Regions from separate parts of the Zea mays genome. Here region 2 is linked to region 1. Evidence: chromatin contacts called from public Hi-C data. All regions are on one chromosome and are shown on one strand. Each heading gives the region's core, a stretch centred on a gene start, on an enhancer-like site or on the middle of the called end of the contact. The rest is flanking DNA. Distances are from core to core; before and after follow the strand shown.

Region 1 (7,808 bases), core at 3,181-5,680:
AGGTGCTTGCTGGACTGATCCCGATGCATCCCCCCCTGACCTAAGCTGATAATCACCTGAGAAACTATCACACAGCATATTCCCAGGAGTATGTCTTGTAGTAGTAGCCATCTTCACATTTGAAGGATGCATTGGCTCTTCTGTTTTGGCTCGAGTCTGATCTAGCATATACAACCTTGATGATCCATCAAACTCGTTTTCCCCACAAAGCAATTGATCGTTTTTCTCAAAGTTCAAAGGTCCTTTGTGACTTCCAGCTACATTGGCATGAGCCCTCTCATCACGTGACTTTGGAGAACCACGCTTTGGCACAGCTCCAAAGTCTGCAGCTTCATCCATCTCTAGACGTAGGTGGCTAACTTCAACCACTGGAGACTCAGGAACAATTCCTTCTTCCATATATACTGTTAGCCTTGAATTAAGCTCCATGTCTTCCTGATATGAATAGGTGGACTCTGGCAGTTTAACATTGCAGGGTGTGTCCATTTTCTCCCTTGGGCTTGTCAGTGTTTTGGATGGTACAGTAGTAAGCACATGATTGTCATCAACATTGTCACCATGCCAAGAGCACTCAGGGGAATGCATGGCTACAGTTGATAAATTATCCACAAACAAATGTTTGTCTGTATTGGTACCAAGGACAAATTCAACTGTTGTCCTACAGACGCCTGCTGCTGATCTGTAAGGTTTGGCTTTGTTCTGATCTTTGTTATTCCAAACTGCACTTTTTATGTCCTTACTGAATGCAATTTTTTGAGGCAGGACAGGTACATAAGTAATCAAAACGCTGCCTCTTCTATCCACAGTTACATAATCACCACTGAAGAAAGTGTGAACCGGATACTTCTTAACTGGAGAACCTGGCACAGAAACATTTTCATTCCACACTACACTCGATGAAGCTTCTAAACCGTCACATTCCTGAGGCATTTCCTCATTTCCATTAGCAGCATAGAGACCTAAACATGGTTAAGAATGCCATTCACCAATTAAACAGAAGTAGATTTGAAACTCCAGGCTTGTAGTTGTGAAATTACCGAATAGAAATGATATACATTGAACAAATGAGTTGCCATAAGAAGGGAGATGGTTTTACATAAATTAAGGGAAAATAATATTACTGTTAGAAGCTTATAGTGCTAAAATGTCAGCATCATAAACTAAACAAATTTACAAAGGAAGAATATGACGAGTATTGGTACCTTCATGTTCCAGACCCTCCTCCACAGCAGAAACATTAGCAGGTTCTTGCAAAGGGATTTCACACTGAATAAGAGTTCAGAAACAATGGTACCAAGCATGATTTGTTTTCATTTTTAAATTATACAGAATAAACAACAAAAAATTCACACAGATTTTCAATGAATCTACCTTTGTCCTGAAAAGAGATGGGTCTTGAAGTTGCTTCATAGCATCAGTTAGCATATCTGTTGTCCGAAATGAATGTGGAACTTTGTGAACGACACTTGGATAAAGCTGAAATCTAGGAAATGCCACAAGGGACGGCCTCCAAACTTCTTCTTTGCACACACTAAAGTACCTAGTAATCATTTGACCGTCTGCCTCCGACATCTTCCATGGAATTGGCGAGGCTTCTTTTGCGGCAACCCTCATTTTCTTTGCGTGAGGAATATACTTGTCTATTGTCAACTTAACATACTTAACTTCTGGTTTATAGACATGTGGAACCTGTTGATGTGGATAGTTAAATTAGTATTTCAGAATAAACAATTTTACGGAAAAAATACATTATACAAAATTACCATCCTAGGACTAGCATGGTATTCAAATCTCTCACTGTTATGCAATAGCTTCCTCATGGTTCGACAATCTCCTTGTTTCTTTCTGTACCCCTGCAATTCCTGACCTTCATAAGCCAAAACCAGTATGAGCAGTTAAGGTAGCAAATGCCAAAGAAGAAAACTTGTATAGAAATGTAACTTTTGAACTTGAGAACGTGCTATTCTCATCATCACAAAAGGATATCAACTCGACCTTCATTCTTTCTCCCGGTTCTTCCCATCCGTTGAATCATCCTTAATGGTGAGACATTGGCATCGAAACAGATCACGAGATCAACCTCAATAATATCAAGTCCTTCCTCGCCAATTGATGTTGCCACCAAAACATTATATACCCCAGATCGGAATTTCTGTAAATGAACTAGATGATTAGAAATGCCATAAGTAGTGCCAAATCAAGAACTGATAGGAGTTATTATCTGATACCTTCAAAATAGCTTGTTGAGTTTTTTGGCTTTGCCCCTTCAGTTGGTTACCTGTCAAAGACCGAAGCTTGAACTAGTAATGTGAAACAATTATCTGGATTCATGATTCATCTACTGCATTTTTATATGCCCCACATCTTGTAAAAACTTCTTCTGTAGATGTACCTAGACAAAAGAGGTAAGGGGCTATTCACTAGGTTCAACCATTGTGTTTTGATCGTCATCTAGGTGGCCAGGCGTACCCCAGATGCCACAGGATGCCACAAGTGTTAGTTACACCATATCACCTAGGTGTACCCCCAGCACCACAGGACAGCACATCACCTCAAAAACCATGGGATCAACTGAACACAATCCCTCACTCATGCCACATGTTCTTTTCCCTAGTATATCCTAAATAATCAGTATAATGTAGTACTAATTTCAATGATCGATCACAAATACATGTCATTTTGGACATACATGGAATCAATATCTTCAATTTTTAACTATTGATAGCTTTTAAAGTATTTTATTCGGAACATTATAATTCCATGTATAGATTTGTTCTGAAAGGTAATTCCATGATATTATGGTTCTATGGCTTTTACATATGTATGTATAGAAAGGCCATTGTCAAAGTTACATTTTGGAGACTGTCGACAGAACGTCAGAACGACATGGTTTTATAACGAGAGTAACTGAAACAATAGCTAATCAGAACTAACAAAAATATATCTGCATGACCTACTTCTGCAAATATTTAATACTCCAACAAGATCCTCCATACCTGCTGAGCTTTGACCAATGAATTCAACAGGTCTGACAAGTTTATCATCAATATCCTGTAGTGAGCAATATATTTCACTGCATTGCAAAGCATTCAGCAAAACATTCAACATTTATGATGAACTGACAAACAGAGGACAATTAAAGTGTTTTCAAAGCAAGCATGTCAACAATAAGTTTATATGTTATATAAAGGATCGTGAACAAAATTTAACAAAACAAATGTGGATACTTAATCTGTAGATTACAAGAATTTGTCAAGACAAAAGTGATTTAAGGACAGCTATGGCCAAACTTGACAAATGAAACAAAAATACAAAACATTTTTTTCCAATCATCAAATAGTTCAGAGTTCAGCAGATAAGTGCCAGAACAGGAACAGAAATGTATGAAAAATATACTTAGTAGAAATAAAGACCAAGTTGCCAGGTTTGATTCTTACTTGACACTTTCTCGGTAATGGGAAAATATAATAATCCTTGAGTCCTTCAAATTGGAATCAGTATCTATGCCATTAAACATAACGTGTAAACATAATGCGTTCAACGACAAAGAACATGTAAACATAACAAGCTATCATATGTGGATAATTCTAGTTGATGTTAAGCAGCACTTGGAACTCCATGACGGCATGAATTAAAACATAAGTCCTTCATAAGGGAACATGCATAAATTAATGGGGTACAGTGCAGCGGTCACTGAAACAGATGAAATAATTCCATATTACCAGAATACTACTATTACTAGCATCATGTGTGCTGATAAATTGCAAACTGTAAATAATCAAACCCAACAGACATAATACTACTTTGCTACAGACCAGTATACCATCATTACAGCCTCTATTTTGAAAGGTGGTCCTACTCACCAGCTCACTTGGCACCTAAGTGCCTTGTCTAGGCACTTTCCCATCTAGACTAGTTTAGGGCATTGATCATTGTATGGAAGCGGAACAAATCGGAGATGGGGAAGATGAAATATGGGTGCATGATGAATTATGATGTCAAATTTCCTTTTTTTTGCATGACAGTATTCTAGCTGACTGGAAAAAGGTACAGATGTCAACCTAGGCAGAGCAAGATCAGTTGTACTGTAAGAAAGGGGTTCAATTAGCTGACTGGAAAAAAGTAGAAATGTCCACACCAAGTGTTAATGTAATATAAGTTAAGTGTCCGTGTGCAAGTAGTGTTCTTATGTTCTTATACTCTTATCTTTATTGCAATTATGTGCAGCTCTCTTGCTGTCTGCATATCTGATGATGAAATAAATCTTGAGCATCTTTGTGTATGACAGCAGTCCTTTGGCAGCCAAGGACAGCAGCCTTGCTGCAGTTTTGACTGCACAAGGACAGCATCTGCTATCTTGACTGCACCTTTAGCATCTAAGGACAGCATCTGCAGTTAGGACATATCCTTTAGCATCTAGGGTCAGCATTCCTACTTAGGACAGCACCTTTAACATCTTTGCAGTCCAATCTTTGACGGACAGCACCTCTGTAGTTCAGCCCCTTGCGCTATAAATATATATCACAACCCTTAGATGGGTATGGCATTGTGTAGTGTGTTAGAAATAAACAAATAAATTGCTCCAACTCGTAGTGTCATCCTCTGGATGAGAGTAAGAGTCCTGTTGCTTACAATTGATATCGAAGCCAAACTATCATGCAGCCTAAACATCTCTTGCGCATCTCCTTCCCGCGCATCTCCCCATACTCAGTCAGCAGCAAGAACATCGACTGTTTCTACTCAACCCTCCTCTCGTGCTCAGACGAGCAGCCTTTGTCCGAGACAGCCTCTTCCCCACACAACAACCCCACGCTAGCACACCATGACCGAAGAAAAGCCCCAGCTCGGTCACTTCAAGTGTGCGGCGCCAGCAGGAGGCCGAGGTCACTGCGGCATAGGAACGCGAGCGAGCAGCTGCAGCGACAGCGGCGAGGGCATCACGGATAGTTGCAGCGGGACTGGCAGCAGCGAGGGCGAAAGTAGAAGCAGCGGAGGCGACGGATGCTACACGTGCGGCGGCAGCAGAGCTCGAGGCTCTGTGTGGCAGTAGCACTGGTAGCTCTGCTTCTGTCGACAGCAACACCAACGACGAGCTAAGGCTGGCGAGAGAGGCAGCGCGAGAGCAGACAGCACAGTGGGCAGTCGTGCATCCCCATGGGGGCACGAGCGGCGGTAGCCCAAATAGGCGCAGACGCGCCGACGGCGCACCGGGCGAGAGTGCACGCGGTGGCAACCCAAACGGACGTGAACGCGCGGCAGTGCTCTCGGTGGCGGCGGTCGGGTCAACGGATATCGTGGCCTCTACAGGCGGTGCGGCTCTTCCTCCCCGGATCAATACCATGGCCACCGCAAGGTCCATGCAATTGTCAAGGACATCAGTCCCGGTGGTGGGTGGCCTACCCTCACCAAGACCAACTACGTCGAGTGGGCCGCGGTGATGAAGGTACGGTTCCAAGTTCGCCACATGTGAGAAGTAATTCAGTACGGCGACGCCGATTACTATGAGGATCGATGGGCGTTGGATGCCCTCATTGCTGCAGTCCCTCCCGAGATGCAGTTTTCGCTTTCCCAGAAACGGACTGCTAAGGAGGCCTAGGACACCATCGCTGTGACCCGCATCAGCGGCGACCGTGCCCGCAAGACCACACTGCATGCACTTCGCAAGGAGGGGGGAACCTGGCCTTCAAGCCAGGTGAGGATGTTGATGACTTTGCTCTCCGCTTCCACACTATGTTGCAGAAGATGGTGCAATTTGGCGACGACACCTACGATGAGAGAGCCATCGAGAAGCTTTTCTGTTGCATCCTTGATAAGTACAAGCAAATCGCTCGCTCGATCGAGTCTCTGCTAGACCTCTCCACAATGACGATCGAAGAGATGATGGGTCATCTTAAGGTCGTCGACGACGACGAACCACAGGCTCTCTCTGGGCCTATCACCATCGGCAGGAAGCTACATGTCACTCGGGAGCATTGGGAGGCCTGCCAGGGTGACAAGAAGAAAAGGATGTCCTCTTCCTCGATAGGTGGCCGTAAACGTGGCAAGCCGCACAGAGGCGCGCGGAGCGGGACACGAGGACGTGCTGATGGCGGTGCCCACGAAGGCGCACAGGGCGGCCCGCCGGCAACCAAAAACCGCCACGAGACAACACCTGCCACAATTGTGGCAAGCTCGGCCATTGGGCTAGGAATTGTCGATAGCCACGACGCGGCCAGGCCCACATCGCACAGGCGGAGGAGGCTCTACTCCTAGCACACGCAAGCATCGAGCTACCTCCAACAGCACCGGCCAGGACGGCTCTCCTCCAACTTGATGAGTCAAAAGCACACGCTTTCCTCAGCAATGGCTCCAACAAGGACATGATCGAAGGATGGTGCCTCGACACTGGCGCCACTCATCACATGACCGGTCGACGGGAGTTCACCGAGCTTGATTCTAGTGTCTAAGGCTCCATCAAGTTTGGGGACGCCTCCGGCGTAGAGATCAAGGGCGCCGGCACAGGCTGCTCACCGGCTGTGAACGCCATCAGGCGTGCAAGTCATTGTGGAGACAGAGTACAGTCGCAAGTTGCACGTGTTGCGCACCGACAACAACGACGGCGAGTTCACAGTGGTTGAGTTCGCGTCGTACTGCGCGGATGAGGGTGTTCTGCGCCACTACTCGCTCTGTTTAACCCGCAGCAGAACGACGCCGTCGAGCGACGCAACCAGCGAGTTGTGGGGATGGCTCGGGCTCTCCTCGAGAAGAGGGGAATGTCGGCTGTCTTCTGTGACAGCGGTCTACATCCTCAACCGCTCGTCCACCAAGGTGCTCAAGGGAATGACGACGTACGAGGTTTGCCATGGGCGCAAGTCGACGGTCTCTCACCTACGGGTCTTCGGTTGTCTGCGTTCACCAAAGGCTTGGCCACATCGGCTAGCTCGACGACAGGAGCACCCCGGGGGTGTTGATTGGCACGTGGAGGGCTCAAAGGTCAATTGCATCCTTGACCCAGGAACATAGCGTGTGCGCACGGTGCGCGACGTAGTGTTCGACAAAGGACGAGGATGGGCAAGGGACAAGGCGGTGGACGACGACTCGACTCCGACGTATGACAACTTCACCGTCGAGTACGTCCACTTCGAGGGAGCTGAGTGAGTAGGCAACTCTTCTTCACCGAGCAGGTCTACCCCAGCCCCCAAGTCTCCACCAATTCAAGTGACATGCTCTCCAACCACGACACCGACTACGACGAACTCTTCGCCACCACGCACTCCAGCACCAATGATAAGACCTCTGGGCTTGTCCACTCCGACACCAACTCGTGTCGAGCAAGATCTGGTGGAGCTCGTTACCCCAGTCTCCCACGACGAGGAGCGTCGACACGTGCCATGACATGACAGCGAGTTGTTGCGGTATCGTAGAGTGGAGGGCCTTCTCATTGACCCGTCAGCGTCGGGCTTAGCGCCTCGCAATCTAGTGACAGATTTGCATCTTGCGTGCGACGACGGCGAGCCTCGATCTTTCACGGAGGCTGATAAACATGTGGCATGGCGTGCCGCGATGAAGTCGAAGATGGATGCGGTTGAGACAAACCGCACCTAGGAGCTCGCTGACCTCCCTCGTCCACGCGATCACCCTTAAGTGCGTGTTCAAACTAAAGAGGGATGAAGTCGGCGCCATCGTCAAGCACAAGGTTCGCTTGGTGGCAAGCGGCTTCCTGTAGCAGGAGGGAATCGACTTCGACGATGCCTTCGCCCCGTGGCACAGATGGAATCCGTGCGACTCCTCGCACTGGCAGACCAGGAGGGATGGCGTGTTCATCACAT
Region 2 (7,808 bases), core at 1,472-3,971, 610 kb before region 1:
GCCAAATAGTGTCACACGGGTTTAAGCTTGGAGGCAAGGGAAGAAGAGAGATTTGGAGCAAGTGGTACCATGAACATTGATTAATATGCAGACAATCGCATATGCCCAAAGTGGCCAACTGCAAAAAATAGATGTGCTCGTGTATGAATACCACATGTAGCAAAAATATTAAAGAAAATTAATAGCTCTTGATATGCTATAACCAAGTTCGAAGAAGGCTAAATATTTAGATAGCTTTAACTGGCATTATCAATCGGAAGGAGCAAAGAAGTCCCTAAAGTTTGGGTCACTATGTAGCTACCAACATATGTATTGGAAAAATCCATCATAGGTCATCTTCTTCAATGCAATGCCGCGGGGGCGGTCTTACCCCCGCAGGTCCAGTTTCCTCAACACAGCCACCATACTGGATCTCATGGGAAACTATTTCTAGACCAGTATACTTGAATGCTTCGTTATTCGAATCAAGAAATCTACTCTATCAAAGGTAGTTTTCTTGATGCTTAATTGATCACATGAAAAGTGGATACTCTGTAGAGTAAATTCTGCTTTACCTGATACCAATAGTCCCATTGTAATCATCTTCCATGCTCCGTACCATGTATTTATGGAAGTCATATGAATGTGGTAGCTTGTGATACTATCAAGAAAATCACATGAACAAAATGGCATATTAGAATAATCTTGGCAGGGGGAGCAGGTGGGGCGAGGATGCTAAAACATTAGAAAAAAAAATTAGAGTACTCACTGTGACAAAGCCCAACCTCAGTGCCAAATAGTCTGACCTTATTATGGAGCCCTTGAATTGACGCAAAAAGCAAAGCTGCAATGCAATTAAAGAAACTTTAAATCCAAGTGATTATGGATGTATACTACTTATTTGAGGCTTCAGATACATGAATCTTTTGACTTTATGGTCGGTGACAGTCTTAGATGTTCTTTCATCAGTAAACTTGAGGTTGAATTCGAAATGACTGGATGAGCTAGAAAAATAAGGCATTTTTATGTCTTTACACGGTGATAAACTAATCAGATAACAAAGGATGATACAGTCAGTATCTGTTCCACAGAAAGATCAAGAAACAGAAAAGGAATCTTACCATCCAAATAAGTATTTTATTTTTGCTCCATGGATGAGAAGCATTGTTAAAAACAAAGGTTGACTGCCTTCTCATCACCTTGGTTCTCCTAGCTGAGAGAGACAAAGATCAGTGAGGTAGTACACATCAACAGGGTTGCATAAAACATGGCCAAACAAAGCATCCACTTCCAGCAGATGACCGAATGACCCTCCCTACCTTTCAATTCCTCAGCAGCAATTGGACCTGCTAAGGTTTCCCACTTCCTCCAGCTATAGATCTGCACCAATAGCAGAAAGATATATACCATAATAAACTCAGAAGAAAATAAGAGGGAAAAATGTCAGAGCCGCAATCAGGCAGTGAGCACGAACCTTGATCATGGACAGAACCACTGTTACAAAACTGTACAACACATGAGTGATACCAAGGATGAAGAGAAACCGGTGCAGCTGCTCAAGGCCCTCGTACGAAACAAAAGGTTCATGGCCCTGCAAGTGACAGATTAGGTTCCAACCCAAGCGATGAGTGAACAGTGTGCTCCGCTCCCAGTTCCATTGACCTCAATAGGCTGGGAGCAGGACATCTGGGTTACCAATACCTCGCCACAGACGTGCAGCCGTTGGCCACCGAACATGTTCTTGTCGAGCGCCGTCTGGTTGGCGTCCGTGTTGCGCAGCAGGTCCTGGTAGTCGCTCTCGGAGCAGATGTAGAAGCGGCTGGTGAAGAGCGAGGACGGCACGCAGATCTCCGATATGAAGCGCGCCGTCTGGCTGAGCAGCAGCGAGATGACTCCGAGCAGCATCAGCTCTGCGTGCAGACATGGCTTCTATTGGTGAGAGGCTAACAGTCGAACAGCTTGCGAGAGGCGGCAGTGGCAGCAGAAACATTCACGGTTGAGCTTGAGCAGGTAGGAAGAAGTGAGTGTGACGAGGTCGCCACAGGGTATCTAGATCCTTGGAGACAATGTAGTACCCTGTCTAAAGCTAGCAGCATTGCAAGGCAATGAATAGTACTACCAAACTACCAACCCGTCCATGAATATTCAGTTGCAGCAAGCAAACAAACAAATCAACATCGGCCAGTTAGAAAGGCTGCTGAGTGCTGAGCTCCTCAAATTGTGGAATGATACATGGTAGTCACATGTACAGTAGTGCACCGCTATCTAGTTCAGCAATTCAGCAGGCAGCACAAGAGCGCGTTCAGATTAGGGCGATAAAAAGCAGGTGAGGACGAAGGAAAGGGCGAGACGGCGAGGCCGCGAGGGAGGGAGGGGAAGTGGGAACGTACCTTCGCGGATCTTCTCGAGCGCGGCGAGCATGGCCTTCCGCTTGGTCTTGCGCAGCCACTGCGGTGCGGAGCGAACAACAGCCGGCGGGGGTCAGCTAAGCGAACAGCAGCAAAGCAGTAGTGAGGCGAGAAGAATGCCCCGTGCGGGCGGGACTCTGTCACCTTGGCGAAGCGCGAGAGGGAGCGCTCGACGAGGAAGCAGGCAGCGACCATGAGCGTGGTGACGGTTGCCACGGACCAGGTGGGCGTCTCCGCCAGCGACCGCCCCTGCTCCGCCGCCATCCCGCCCCGCTCAGCTCACCGCCGGATCACTCGGCTCCCGCCACCTTCAGTTCCAGCTGCCCTGATATCTGGATTTACGCGATGGTATTATTGGGATTTGGAAGCGGCGAGGAAGTGGTGAGGTCGGAGTAATTAATGCGGATCGAGGCGGAGGGGAGGTGGGTGGCATGCGGATGCGGTTGGGTCGGCGCGGGATCCATCGGCATCAGAGCAGCAACGGCAGGCACCGCGCGAGAGGAGAGCATTCAAGTGGCAACAGCATCAGAAATTCGGGAAGGTCGGAGGAGGGGGAGTTTGGTCAGCTAGCAGCCTTGCAGAGCCTGCAGAGGCAGCAGCGGCCAGCGGCACATGGGGGCATGGGGCGGCACGAGCACGAGCGCCGAGGCCGTAGCCCATAAGCGGTCCGCAGCGCAAGCCCCACGTGCTCTCGTTTCTTCTCGCCGTGCCAAAACCCAAAACATAGAGATAAAACCTTGTACGGACGAGGACACATTTTTTAAGACACAACTAGTTAGTAATCTGCGCGCTACAACGGTATATAAAATATTCAACAAAATGTTAGTGTTCTTATGTTTATTTGTTTTATGTTCATTGGTATATCCAAAAAAACATGAATAGAAGTGCGTAAAAGAAGAAGTGAAATAGAGAGGAATGCAAGTGTATCGTACAAACAACATATAGTGCGTACATCCAATATACAATAGTAGCTAGCAAGTTTACACAAGTAGAATACAATAGAACTAAACATATTAGCATGCACTTGCTGACGGGGGATATAAATATAGTCTTCCCGGTGGATATAAACACAGTTTTTCCGGTTTCCATTCCCCTGCCGCCATGGAGTCGGAGAATGCATAGTTGTCCGCAGGCAGTGCTACTGCTGCACCTAGGCGTGCTCGCGCCGCCGCTAGCAAAGCGGTCGAGTTACAATACCCAGTCGGCCAAGAGTTACTTGGATCGTGTCTAACACATCATTTATATGATCGTCCAAAACACTGATTTACACTATAGACTACATTATTCGCAAAATAAAGTTTAAATATGAGTACGAGAATAGATTCGGAAAGTGAAAGTTAAATATGAGCATGAGAATAGGTAAGCTGCTAGAGATAGTCTTATGTGTTGCTTTCATGGTTACAATACCCTAGTCGTGCAAGAGTGGGCAGCATCCACAAACAGTTTTGCACTGAACAAAAAAAAGATTTTGAGTTCATTCGACACAGTTGTCAACTGAACTGATTCAGCAGTTCAGTTTTCGAAAAAAACAAAATTAATTGCAAGAGATTAAAATTCCAATTCCAAAAGTCTGATTACCTTGTGCCAGTGCTCAGCCCAACGGTGCCTTCACTCATTAGGCGCCTACCAATTTTGCCAAGGTCCCCTACAACAACAAAATGCTCGGTGGTGGCAGCCTCACCAGCCTTCTCATCTGGCTTCTCGTATGGCAACATGTGGAATGCCCGACGTTCAGAGATGCATGTCTTCCAGACCATCCCCTAAAACATCGTCAGTAACAGGGAGATGAACCCCAGAAGCATCAACTTTGCATCACACTAAATAAAGAGCTAAAGTTTGTGTCATAAATATTTTTTATCTCATAGGTAAAAAAGAGATACGAAGATTCCAACCCTTATTCTATGCTCTAACTTACCTAGGTATTTCAACCTGCAATACCAAACCAGCAAACAACAAGCACGTCAAGGATAGCTTATATACATATAAAACATGACTAATCCTTCCAATTCTTTTCTTCCTAGGTTCCTTCCAACTAATCGTTGTGCAAGCTCCCTAAACAACACAATCTAGTTTGGCAAGAAAATTTAAAGGTTTTGCAACAAACATGAGAAATTTACTAAAAATAACTCTCTGAGAAGCAAATTCAGCATGGGCATGGAGGTTCAGTCTATTTATTTGGCAAAAACAGAGCATGCCACAACAAAACTATTCAAACATAGGCGGATGCCCCCACGCCTTGGGTAGTCTAATTTGGGTCTGTATCCTGCAACTATCCCCGGATTAATATAGTCGCCAATGACCAATGTCATGTGTGAGATTTTCAGCTGAAATGTAGTAATCATCGGCAATCAAACCAGTGAACTCGTAGATGTTATTGAATATTGCACCCACGTTTCTCGAGTCTCTAGCATAGTATACATAATTCTTTCTACTTAAGACACATATCTTTGCATGCTCAACAAGTTGTCCCACATCTTTTTTTTACATTCCACTGCCTAGAATTTAGAGAACGAACAAGGGATGCCAAATTATATAGGGAATACCATAAATCACAATATAGTAAGTAAAAAACAGGTATCATAGAACTAACGCTATGTAATATTTCACCACAGTCATACCTGTTAGCATCACAACAAAATCAGTCAGGATCAGCATATGGACATAGTATTACTATAACCATGTATCACATATTCAGATTCTTCTAAAAACAAAAAAACAAACTTCAGATATGCTTTACCAATTTAAATCAGAACCTCTTACCTGATTCTTCTAAGAAAATGAAACACCAAGCTATCTAGATGTCCATCACAATTGCAACAAATAGTATTGAAATTTCTCCAAAGTTGTGTACATAGTGGAGTTACAAAGTGGGACTTGCAACCCTCATCTCTGTGAATATTGAACAGAAAAAGGTACTAACCCAAAAGAAGCCCAAAATGAAATATTAGACTCAGATTCCCCATAAAACAAAATTGGGCAAAGAACAACAAGGCCTCATGTGCAATTTTTGTGTAAATAATTTTAATTTTTTTACAATGATGATGCAATCCATTACCTATTTGCCCCCTTCAGATTTTCAAGGTCTTCTATAAACCGAGCAGTGCAACGGACTCCATTACCACACATATGATGAAAAAAGAGAAATGATTTATCAAAATTTAGTGTATGAGAACAATTCATATTAACAAGTTGTGTTAAACATTTTCTGGTTGTCCATATCTTGGAGATAAAGAATCTACCGAAAAAACAAAGGAGACAATTATATTTACTTTCCTTCACTCTACTTGATAGTTAGCAGTGCAAAAAAAGGAATATATATCTGATCATATAATAAGCATTTGTTTAGGATTGGAAGCACCATGACAGTTCAATTGGGTTTGGTCGTATCACAAAAATAAACCATTCCAAACATAGAATAAAATAAACAATATTGGCATACGATGCAACTTGAATGACCAATCAAAAATAGAAGATCCGAGTTAGAAAAGAGAGTGACGAGAGTACGTATACCTAGAGGAACAACTGCCGAGGATATATATGGAGAAAAACACATTTTTATCATATATAATCAAACTTACAATTGTATCAGAATACTGCAAGAGGTTGAATAGTGCAAGCACAGTCTCCATTACCTTAGGCGCATTTAGGTCATCATAATCACTAAATATGTTCTAGAAAGATCTGGAACGTCACTTCCTGTTGGCATTTCCACAAGCAGTTCGTGAGCATAGGACATATGAAGCAAGTGGAAGAACATCGTAGAAGCAGATGAAGCCACAGAACACTCGATGTGTGGAGCCCATTGGGGCGTGGCATCGCAGGCCTCAGCGATGGCGGGCGCGCCGAGAAGCAGGATGTCGCCGCCGTGGGAGCCGAAGCCACCAGCGAGGGGGGACAGGAGGCACGTGGGAGCCCGTGCCGAACAAGGCCAGCACGTCGCAGAGCGAGCGGCCTTGCATTTGCACAAATTAAACCGAAGATACGATTTGACATCCCACTAACACATAAGCATGGGCATCCCCACTGTGCAAAGCACCAAGCACAGGGCACATGATCATCACAAGCAATTAACCAGTAGGTCGAGCAATTCTATAACAAAAGAAACCAGACTTGCACACGTACTACCGCATCTTGGGCTTCCCTTCACGGATCTATAGGTCGTTGTAGATGGCCTTGTCCTAGTACAACGGGTCGGCGGAGGCCGGCGGTCAGCAAACCCGGAAGTTCACGAATGCATCGTTGTAGGCCTGGCGGTGGAGGTGCTCTGGCTCCAGTATGACATCGTCGCAATCAAAGATGAGGGCCTCGAGGGACGCCGATGAAGAGACCATGGTGAGTTGGGGCGCGCGACGGAGGTGCGTGATGGGGACGATTGAGGGTGATTGGTTGCGCGTGGGAGTCGACAGAGGGACAAAGCGGTAGTTGGCAGAGCTGGGCTGAGGCCGATGGAGCTCCGCACTATGATGGCTGGAGGAGGGAGGGAGGGAGGAAAACACCAGAATTATATGGGGCTGGGGGTGAGAGGTTGCGAGCGAGGCGGGCGTTGAGAGTAAGGTGGGTGGGCCTACGCGAAGCACGGGAGTCGGTGACAGTTGCGGGCTATGCAACGGCTATGGGATGGTGATGGCGGTTACGGGCGATGCGGGTTGTGCAATGCGCGGGATGGCGACGGTTGTTGGAGGAGCTAGAGAGCTCGTAGCGTGTGGGAGGCGGTGGGTCGCGAAGAGGGGACTGCGGGTTAAGAGAGAAAAATTATAAGGGTCTTTACGTAAAAGTATGACGTAGGACGACCGTTGAAACTGGTGCTTTAATATAGTACTAGGTATATGCCCGTGCGTTGCAACGGAAGTAAAAAAGTTAGTATAAAACATAGATACGGAACAACAAACATCACTATAATATGAAAAATAAAAAATAAACAACAATAAATATGTCATGAATTGTAATCAACATCTCATGCTGGTACACACAGTCATCAAAGTGGAGTTGAATATCCCGAATTGCTTGGTTTACTCGGTCCATCACAGAAGGGACCATCAGCTACTGCCAATATAATGAACTTCAAAATCATTAGAAAATTTTGCCTCGCCACTTGGTCCGTCAACATGCCCTCCTCTGCCTGATTTCCCCCAATCAATAGTTGTAACCCCTAAGAATCAAAACCCAATATGTCAGGCACAAAGGAACTTGTTCTTTACAAGAGATTAGACAAGAGAGAAGTATGCATAATGATTGCAGAAACGTCTAAATACATGGATAAGGGAGAAGTATGCAGTCATTTAGGAATAAAATGGTTAACTAAAAATGCAGTCATTTGCTCCTCATATTTTCTCTGTTCAGCAGATGGACAGGGGCTCACCATTCCACTCCTTGAGGCACTTGCGCAGCGATGTCTTCCTCAAATGAGCGCTTGAAGTACTC

The links. Hi-C and Micro-C count contacts between places; a contact is called where the count stands out from the background.
Region 2: a Hi-C map of tassel shows a contact between it and region 1, with 3 times the contacts expected there. The contact joins the promoter of LOC542062 here to the enhancer-like site in region 1. A contact is called at or near these places in 2 of 25 Hi-C or Micro-C datasets (ear and tassel).

The regions. Positions count from the first base shown.
Region 1 is chr4:212,973,838-212,981,645 of Zm-B73-REFERENCE-NAM-5.0, reverse strand. It overlaps LOC103654570 (DEAD/DEAH box RNA helicase family protein), which reads right to left. Exons shown (of 22, transcript XM_008681414.2): 12 at 3,438-3,501; 13 at 2,997-3,073; 14 at 2,229-2,278; 15 at 1,987-2,152; 16 at 1,764-1,885; 17 at 1,372-1,689; 18 at 1,203-1,266; 19 at 1-959. Among protein-coding and RNA genes, the nearest start is that of LOC103654570, 23 kb to the right of the region's middle. Within about 2 kb of position 4,430, at least 2 of the 20 cell types and tissues checked have an H3K27ac peak or open chromatin away from gene starts, as enhancers often do. A contact at or near this core is called in ear and tassel, where this site is marked.
Region 2 is chr4:213,583,107-213,590,914 of Zm-B73-REFERENCE-NAM-5.0, reverse strand. It overlaps LOC542062 (barley mlo defense gene homolog 4), which reads right to left and starts at 2,721. Exons shown (of 15, transcript NM_001111699.1): 1 at 2,532-2,721; 2 at 2,370-2,427; 3 at 1,681-1,889; 4 at 1,454-1,570; 5 at 1,299-1,359; 6 at 1,101-1,192; 7 at 749-823; 8 at 555-640; 9 at 69-118. The coding sequence starts at 2,651. LOC103654572 reads right to left here. Exons shown (of 3, transcript XM_008681416.3): 2 at 7,747-7,808; 3 at 7,424-7,536. The coding sequence ends at 7,424.